2 separate regions of the Xenopus laevis genome follow, and region 2 is linked to region 1. A link is a contact called in public Hi-C data. All regions are on one chromosome and are shown on one strand. The core of a region is the stretch at or near the end of the contact, and the rest is flanking DNA. Distances in the headings are between cores, read along the strand shown.

Region 1 (5,036 bases), core at 468-2,967:
GTGTTTATCTTTCTAACTCTTTTCACCCATTTTCAACACCAATATCACAGATTTTTTTTATAAATTTACATATGTGTGTATACATATAAAATACTACAGGTATGGGACCTGTTATCCAGAATACTCAGGACCTGGGGTTTACAGGATAACCGATTCTTCCATAATTTGGATCTTCATATCATAAGTCCACTAGAAAATTATGGAAACAACCCAATAAGCTAGTTTTGCTTCCAATAAGGAATAATTATATCTTAGTTTGGATCAAATACAAGGCACTGTTTTATTATAACAGAAAAAGAAAATCATTTTTAAAAAATTGGATTTGAATAAAATGGAGTCTATGGGAGATGGCACACGGGTAATGCTGGCAGGGTGATACCCTTGCTTTAAATGTATTTAATGCAGCATGCAATGTTTCGGGGATGTCCCCCTTTATCATAAAGGGGGACATCCCCAAATCCCCAAAACGTTGCATGCTGCATTAAATACATTTAAAGCAAGGGTATCACCCTGCCAGCATTACCCATGTGCCAGTGAATCTTTTGCTGTATACATTGGATAGGTGGCTGATACCTATCTCGCTGTGCACCAGGACTTAGTGATTGGAGGACCAGGGTGTGCGGCTGTATTTGAACTTGTCTATGGGGGATGGCCTTTCCATAATTCAGAGCTTTCTGGATAACGGGTTTACAGATAAGGGATCCCATACTGGTACCTGTTTTTTCTGTGCTGTACATTCAAACAATACAATAATAGAACAGAACTGTATGCAATGCACATCATTTCATTCAAAATAAAGGCTAGGTATTAAAAGACACATGAGGAAGGTGGCCCCTAAAAGCTTACAGTCTAATCGTGAATGTGCTGTTGCCCATAGCAACTAACCATCAGTTTGAATTTAATATTTTGATGCAAGCTAGTCTTTGGTTTGACTTTCTGATTAATGTATAGAAGTGACTGTACTTATGTTAATAAATCAAAGACCCTGCGTATGTTTATGGAGTGTGAGAAGTTAGATTGTCCTTTTATTGATCACTGCCTTTGTTATTCTAGGAAAATGCATTGTTGATTCGAGAAGTTGAGGTGGACAAAGTATCCAGTCTTGAAAGGAAACACGTAGAGGCAATAAAGAAGCTCTGGGAAGATGAGGGCATCCAAGAATGTTATGACCGAAGGAGAGAATATCAGCTGTCCGATTCCACAAAGTAGTAAGTATCTTGGGTTTAGGGCAAAGACACACATGTTGATTAGTCACAGCGATGAATAGCGGGATGATTGTGGTATGGTGTTGAATCTGCTCTATTTTGGGGTGCCAGGCTAATGACTTGAGACTGACTGATCTTTAAATAAGTGGTATTTATTTACAAAGGAACTAAAACGGTATAAAAGGAGGGAGATAGAAAGGATAGGGAAAGGTGCAATGGAAGGGAGTCGAAGTGTCGAACTAACAAAGTATTTACAATGCTCTTTATATAAACATAAGGAAAACCATTCAAACAAGCAGACTACCCTTTTCCCAGGATAGCCACACCCAAAAGATAGTCCCAGCCAATCAAGTCGATGTCATATGATGAGCCATGGAAACCTCCAAGTTAGTAGTGTCCTGTAGATGGCAGTGTAGACCAACTAATGAGGTTTAAGATGTTCTGTGGGTGGCAGTGTTGCACAGACAGTGACTTCCATACCTGACCTTTATTCCTGGGGTCTGAAACGCTGAGGGTGTAAACAACATATCTTTTCATTGCCTTTGTTGTTTCCTCACCTGATGCCGGTCTATGGACTCCTCTCTTTGTCCATGATAGCTGTTCCTCATTTACACAACAGTGTTAGGAGATAGATATGAATGCAGGATAGCCATTGTTTTGCCATCTGTGTTTATAGAGTACACTGCCCTGAGGCCAGAGTCACTGTTAATTCTTTAACTCCCTCAGATATGGGATATGAGCTATGAGATATTACATATGGCGATCAGTCGCCATGATCATTTTAAAAGTTGCGGCGGCAAATTGCCATGTGTGTCTTCACCCTTAGCGTTGCTTTAGTCTACACCTACAAAATATTATGTTTTCACCTTCCCAGGCCAGAAAGTGTGGGTGGGGGAATGCGGAAATACAGTATACACTGTATATTACTGGCACTCATGTAGATTTTTCATTTCTACCAGGATAAAAGGATTAGTATGATGTAGACATAGAAAGTGATATTCTGAGGCATTTTGCAATTGGTCTTCATGACTAAAAATGCTTTAGATTTTTTTGTTCAGCATCCAGTCTGCTATACTTTCTTTTGAGACTCAATAACTTCACCAAACAAACCTTTTCTTACCCAGATTTTATCTTTTCAGCTACCTTAGCGACATTGATCGCGTTTCAAGCTCTGGCTTTATCCCCACCCAGCAAGATGTGCTGAGGGTCAGAGTTCCCACCACCGGAATCATTGAATACCCCTTTGATTTAGAAAACATTATTTTTAGGTAAGTTACCTGATTGAAGCCTCAGATGCTTTTTATTTAACAAATCTATACAGAATACACACACCTGCCAATTAGCCCTTGTGCAATTCAGGGACATCTTTAGTTATACCCTATCATGGCAGGGCAAATCACCCAAATGGGGCAAATCATTTTATGACTTTGAATGAATGGATGGTTTTACAGGTTTGCATTGTTTTACCCTAACAGGTTCAATAATTTCTAGGTAAAAAGTAAACAGTTGGGAAGGGCAAATCTGACACATTTCACTTTGCTGGAAATTTGCAAAATGACAAAACTTTAGACAAATGCATTGAAGTCAATCGGATGTTTGTTGCAGGAAATAAAACGTATATATTTTTTTTACTATATATTGGAGTCTATGGACTTTTTTTCCCCCTGTGAAATATTTTGCTCATCCCAAAAGCTGTTCTTCTAAAATGACATTCTAACTGGCCTTTAGGCTGGATACCCCCCTGGTCCCCTCTCCCAATGGGTCTGCATAGGTTCCTATTATAGTATGAAATCTGGGATTAGCCTGATTTGGCCCACTTCCAAACAAACAGATCTTTCTATTTATGGCTAGTATTAGAATGCTGGGTTATTAAAACACTGTATTGTCTTTTACCCTTAATGTGTATCCTCAGCCAGAGCCCCCCAATCAACCTGTTATTCTTTTAGAAGAAGAATTGATAACATTTTCTGTGCTTGTGTCTATCTGCACTTTTTCATTCATTTGTGTTTCTCTAATTTGTATTAAAAGAAAATATCTCACATGGGCTTTATGCATTTTTGAAACCAATAGGATGGTGGATGTTGGGGGACAGAGATCTGAAAGACGGAAGTGGATTCACTGCTTTGAGAACGTTACCTCCATTATTTTCTTAGTGGCATTAAGCGAATATGATCAGGTCCTTGCGGAATGTGACAATGAGGTGAGATTGCAATAAACGTTACATTAAAGGGATACTGTCATGGAAAAACATGTTTTTTTACAAAATGTATCAGTTAATAGTGCTACTACAGCAGAATCCTGCATTGAAATCCGTTTTTCAAAACAAGAAATGGATTTTATTATATCTAATTTTAAAATTTGCTATGGGGCTAGACATTTTGACATTTCCCAGCTGCCCTCAGGTCATGTGACTTGTGCTCTGATAAACTTCAGTCACACTTTACTGCTGCACTGCAAGTTGGAGTGATGTCATCCTCCTACAAGCTGCTGTAATGTAAATAGAGCCCGTCAATTGAACAATAGGCAGGTATCAAGATAAGCTCCCACTGACACCACTTCAGAAGGACTGAAATCCTGCATACAAACATATAAATAATAATAATATAGTCCTGTGATCACTGCCCCCACTTACGTTTCAAAAATAAATATATATATATACACACACAATTCATTTTGGGCACTGGAAAAAATATTTTATATAGATAGTTTATTATATTTGTTTACACAAAAATGAACTCCCAGGACTGATGACAGGGAATAGAAAAAAAGGATAAAATAAGGAGGACATACTTGAAAACCAGGAAAACTTAGGAGGAAGTCTAGGAAGGGTAAAAATAGCTCAGGAGAAAGGAGGCAGTAAGTAGTTAATGAAAAAAGAAGTATTGCAGGCAGGAAAGGAGCGCAGTGTGTGTGAGGTGGATAGCAGAGGGAACTCACAGCTCCTTTACCCCATCTAGTAACCAGTAAAACAAACTAGGAAGGCAGCAAGGAGAGAAAGTTCCCCCCCTCCAAAGGAAAGCAAAGAACAAACTTACAGAAGGCAGGAGCTTTGATAGTGTCTGTGGGAGGAGGGGCTGCTAGTGCAGCTGTAGAGCAGGACGTAGGAAAGTGAAAGTAATTGCTTCCCTGCAAACCATGTGACCTCTCTCCTCCAAACATCACACACATGGGCAGAGAGGGGAGGGGGAGTGTACAGCTAGATTCTCATGTCGTAGTGCGACCTGGCTTTTCATTACAGAGTGGCTGCCTCCAAGCACACAGGTAATGCTGTGCCTGCTGTTAGAGCAACACATGATGAATGTGTAATGAGCAGAAATGGAAGCCCCCATGACAAAATACAAACTAAAATAACTTATGCATGGAGTTGTGGATTAACATTTTATTTGCCAGACAGTGTTTATGGATGTGTGTTTTTTATAAAAATGCAAAAAAAAAAAAAAGTTTAAAATGACGACAGATTCCCTTTAAGTTGCTGTAAACATGTAGAATATAGAAACTTTTTATGTACACTCCAACAGCAGTTTCATTAGTGACCACTCCTGAAAAGCCTTTAAACTGATATACAAATTATTCACACTTAAGTTGTACAAATCTAATTCCCACTACCACCCCCTTAAAGTCCAAAATAGTACTTTATAGATTTCTTTTGACCACATCCATTCCAATCATTATTCACGCCTTTCTGTTTTCAAATGTTGGAAGGTATGTTATTTCCTTAGTGGCGTTTGTTGCACGTCACCAATGTTGTGTTTCTTCCTAGAACCGAATGGAGGAAAGCAAGGCGCTGTTCCAAACCATCATAACTTACCCCTGGTTTCAGAATTCCTCAGT
Region 2 (5,016 bases), core at 262-2,761, 100 kb before region 1:
TTGCATCATGTGAAAAAGAACAACGGTCTGGGGGAAAAAAGCTGCCATAATGGATATTTGTATCGTCAATATAGGTTCTCAACAAAATATTTTTTAATCTTTCTAGCTATATACTGTAACACTCTCAGTAAGCTTCTTCTTTTTTGCACTTTACTCCAGGGTGCCCTATTGTCCCCTCACAGGCTAGCTTCTGGCACGTACACTGTAAGTTATTCTCTTTACCCAATGCATTCACATTGCTAGGCTCTTGTAATTAATCTACTACTCTACTCTAAAGCTGGTGAGATCTCTGATTTTGCTAATAGATGCGGCCAACAATCAGTCATAACACAGGACCTATGGAAACCTGTTGGTCCTCGTTCACAACACACAGGTAAGGGCAGCCTTCCCAAACACGGCCAGCTGAACTTGTCAGGCTATTCATCCTACAAAAAAAAAAACAATCACTGGAATCTTTCATTCAACATCTCCCATTTAGGAGAATGTTTTTATAAAGGGTGAGGGCTTCCACATATAATATGGATGCAACTATTTAGCCTTAGCTCAGTAAAGAAATTGGACTTATTAACAAGCTCTGTAAAGGACTGCATAATATGTTTTGCTGCCAGAGATGAGGTACTTTAGGGGGCAGATTTATCAAGGGTCGAAGTGAAAATTCGAAGTAAAAAAATTAGAATTTCAATTTTTGTGTTCTTTGACTAGGGAATAGTCCAAATTCTATTTGAAATTTGAAAAAAAACCCTAATTTGAATATCGAAATTTATCATGTACTGTCTCTTTAAAACTTTGACTTTGACCATTCGCCATCTAAAACCTGCCAAATTGCTGTTTTAGCCTATGGGGGACCTCCTAGAGCCTATATGAAGTCAATTGGTGGACTTTGAAAAATCTACATTTTTTGGGGCAAATCCTTTGATTGGAATTCGATCGATTCGAATACAGCCTATTCACCCCAAGTTAAAAACTTAGATTTTTTAATAAATTTCGTTAAAAAAAAACTCCCATTACTTCGAAATTCGAACCGTGATAAATCTGCCCCTAGTGTAAGGGCACACTGTCATGGGAAAACATGGGTTTTTTAAAAAAAAAAACACATCAGTTAATGGTGCTCCCCAGTCCCCAGCAGCCTAACAACAGAACAATGGGAAGGTAACCAGATAACAGCTCCCTAACACAAGATAACAGCTGCCTAGTAGATCTAAGAACAGCACTCAATAGTAAAAAGCCAAGTCCCACTGAGACACATTCAGTTACATTGAGTGGGAGAAACATCAGCCTGCCAGACAGTTCCATCCTAAAGTGCTGGCTCTTTCTGAAAGCACTTGACCAGGCAAAATGACTTGAGATGGCTGCCTACACACACCAATATTACAAATTAAAAAAATATATACTTGCTGATTCAGGAATGAAATTTGCAGTGTAAACAGTGTAATTTAAAAATAAGAGATGCTAATAGTTATTTACAGGCCACAAATTTGGATTTTCAGGACCCTGTTAGATGTAGGGTCCTTGGCTCAGAAGTTAGTCATTCTAGCTGCATTCAGAGAAGATTACATAGCAAAGATAGTTTCTATCGCTGTTGCTGACATAAGTTAGAGTCTAAAATAAAAGTGAGATGAAGGAACAGACCTGTGTATTAAGTGCTTAATTGCCCCTGAAAGTATTGTGATGGGACAGTGTTGTAGAAGTGCTTCCTATACTGATTTGACATCTGCCCTGCCTTGTTGCTTTTAGCATTTGTTTTAGTTTAAGCATCTTTTTCTGTGCAGTCCTGTTTTTGCCTATATCTTCTAACCTGTCCAGACATTCATGTTCCTCCAGTTTTCCTGATAGTTCTACTTTCACAGCAAACGCTTCCCTGTAAATCCTGAAACACAGCATTCCAAAAGATGGTCTCTGTGATTAGTGTTATGATCCTGGGTTTGTTTCTGATACCATCAGCAGCAGTTTCCTGATGAAACCAACCTAGGGGCAAATTTACTAAAGGGCGAAGTGACTAATGTTAGCGAAAATTCGCCAGCGTGACATCATTTCCGTACTTCACCGATTTACTAATGGGTGCTGGAGTAACTTCGCTAGTGAAGAAGATAGCCTCTAGCGCTACTTCGCACTCTTACGCCAGGCGAAGTTTCACTCTGGCAAAAGAGCGTTACTTCGCAAATTCACTAAGATGCACATTTTACTAAACGTTACCAGACTTGCCTTCGCCAGCTCAGACCAAGCGAAGTGCAATGGAATGTATAGGGTTTCTTCAATTTTTAGTTCAAAAATTTTCTAAGTCCCAAAAAATGCTGGCGTCTTTTAGTTTTTTCAGGGTGATAGGCTGCAAAAGTCCATAAATTTTTTTTTTGGTTTCCCGGGTTTCCCCTACATTTCCTACCATATAGCACATAAACTATATGCTGGGCTCATGTGTAGGGCAATATAACAACTCTATTTTCTTTTATTAAGGTTCCCTGGGCTTGTGTAGTGTAATGTATTTGCTGCAACATATACGTCCATTCAACTTTAAATTCCCGTTCCCGCCGCATGCAAATTAGACAACGCTAACGCAATTTAGCTTCGCATGGTGCAGTAACGCTAGCGCAACTTCGCCAGAGTTCGTCGCCCTGGACGCAATTTTCAAATTTTAGTGAATTAGCATTGTCCCGGCGAATCTACGCCTGGCGAAGTGTTGCGATGTGAGCGAAGCCGTCGCTGGCGAATTTACGGAGGTTAGTGAATTTGTCCCCTAGTGTGTGCAGCTCCTTAGAGTGGCAGCTCCACTAGGAATTCTGCAGGGACCGTTGTAAACAGTCCGCTGAAAATTCTGCATAAGAATGTCAGTGCTATTTAAATAACATAAATAAATATAAATAACATAGGAAAAAAGCAAGTAAATACAATGATTTTTAACCTCAAAAATAATATAACCATGTGGTAGGTGATGGAACTTAATGAGAAATGCAATGCCTATTCATGTATTGACTGGCAAAATAGACTCTAGTCATTTCTTCTGTCTTGACATAATACATTTCTGGCTCCCATGTAAACTGAGATGTTTAAAATTGTTTTTCAACTATTATAATTGGTCTCTTCCTGTCGCCTAGAATGCATATGCTTCCGAGATGTAAAAGTATTAGAGGGTGATTCAATGAACTTGAATGTCAGTTATAAACTAAGTAAAAAAAAAAAACCTCGAAATTCAAAACAAGCAGGTAAATAATTAGCATCTAAAAGCTGGTGAGGTCATGTAGAAGCCAACGGGAGTTGTCCTAGGCAAAAATCTAACCATTTTTGAAATTCGAGTTTGTATACTCACAAATTTTAGTTTTTCAAGTCTAAAGCAGAAGAGCAGTAACCCATAGAAACCAATCAGCAGGGAGCATTTACTGGTAACCTGTTTTAAAGCAAACGTCTTATTGGTTGCTATAGGTAACTGCCCCCTTTATTGCTTATGGGGGTTAAGGTTTGGTGATACAAATTACAGAACTATCCCTTATCTGGAAAATTAGGTCCAAGTCATTCCTGATAATAAGTCCTATACATTTACTATATATGTGAAAGAAGTAGTGTTATGTGCAATTATGTGGCCATTGTTTTGCCTACTACACAGTGTACCTTTCACAAACGAGCGCCTATATCTTTTACAATTGATAAAAAGCCGACTTTTGGTGAAGTTATTTAAACTGTAGTTGACAATAACCTTCTCATCACTATCCATGTATAACTAAAGCTTGTTGAGGTCACCAAATGAACGTATCTTTCACCAATATCCTCACCTTGAGGAGAACAATATCAGGCAGTCCCGGACATATGGACCTTGGACCAATGATCAAGTTATTGTCGGGGGCCAATAATTGGCTGCTATGCTGGCTGTCAGATTGAGGACCACATCAACTCACAGATGGGGTCCTCGATCCAACAGGCAAGTTAAATGTGTGCCTGATCAACACCTAGCCTAGACAAAACCATAATGGTCAACACAGCCATTATTCCTCCTCCACCAATTTTGCAGTCAGCAATATGTAGTCAAGCATTTAGCATCTTCTTGTCATCTACCAAACCAGCTTCATCCATCAGACTGCAAAACCGTGAAGCATTATCACTCCAGGTAACTCATTTCCATGGCTCTAGAGTCCAATGAGATCTACCTATCTAAACAGCACTTCATCCAAAGCTTGATATTGTTCATGGTGTTGTTAGGCTTGTGCTCAGTTGCTTGCCTATAATAAAAACCTATGCTTCTGAAAAGTAGTTCTTGCTTCCAGAAAGAGTTCAGAGTTCAGAAGACTTCTAACTGATGCATAAGTCAAACTGCATCAGTATTTGGAGGCACCAGTGCTTGTAGGATACTGAATTTTTCAAGTAATCTTCTTTGTTGAAGATTATATGCATTACATTTTTGTTGTATTATTAACATATACATGTAAATAATTATTTACAAAATTGGAGTTGGCTAATGAGGTAGGTACAGATTGAAAATGAAAATGGAAATATCTAAAACTCCACTTTCTAACCAGTAGGAAATCAGCTGCAGGAGGTTCATCAGTTTAAATATCTTAGAATCTGAATCTATAAAGATAATTCCAAAGTTTAACCTGTTTTAAACACCTGGGCTTGTATGAAACCTCAGGGGTGCAATGTTGACAGACTGTTCTGTGATCTGATTGGATTTGGATCTGATGACGCCTCAGCTATTCCTTATGTCTTGGCAGATCCACTTGTTTGAATTTATAGCCTTGAAGCCCAGTTTAAAGAACATATTGAAAGCTTTAAATTCTGTTAATGACTTTTACACAAGCCCTATTCTTTCTTGTGTATGCTGAATCACAGTAATGTTGTAGTCCCTTTAAGAAAAAAAAGATCACTGAGCTATTTAGTGACTTTAGTCACATGATTGATTGAATTCTTCTTTCCCTGTGTAAATGTTGTGCAAATTGTTGTTTTTGCACTTTGCATAGTTAATTGCATGCAGTTCTTGCCTGTATGCTCATATAGTTCTATATACATTTACTATGCTTAAAGGAGAAGGAA

The links. A called contact is a pair of places that touch in the nucleus more often than the background predicts.
Region 2: a Hi-C map of the XTC cell line shows a contact between it and region 1, with 3 times the contacts expected there. The contact joins two enhancer-like sites. A contact is called at or near these places in 2 of 4 Hi-C or Micro-C datasets (the XL177 cell line and the XTC cell line).

What each region holds. Positions count from the first base shown.
Region 1 is chr1S:122,268,727-122,273,762 of Xenopus_laevis_v10.1, reverse strand. It overlaps gna14.S (guanine nucleotide binding protein (G protein), alpha 14 S homeolog), which reads left to right. Exons shown (of 7, transcript NM_001096387.1): 3 at 1,054-1,208; 4 at 2,345-2,473; 5 at 3,276-3,405; 6 at 4,966-5,036. Among protein-coding and RNA genes, the nearest start is that of gna14.S, 60 kb to the left of the region's middle. Within about 2 kb of position 1,717, at least 1 of the 7 cell types and tissues checked has an H3K27ac peak or open chromatin away from gene starts, as enhancers often do.
Region 2 is chr1S:122,369,231-122,374,246 of Xenopus_laevis_v10.1, reverse strand. No RefSeq gene overlaps it. Among protein-coding and RNA genes, the nearest start is that of gna14.S, 40 kb to the right of the region's middle. Within about 2 kb of position 1,511, at least 1 of the 7 cell types and tissues checked has an H3K27ac peak or open chromatin away from gene starts, as enhancers often do.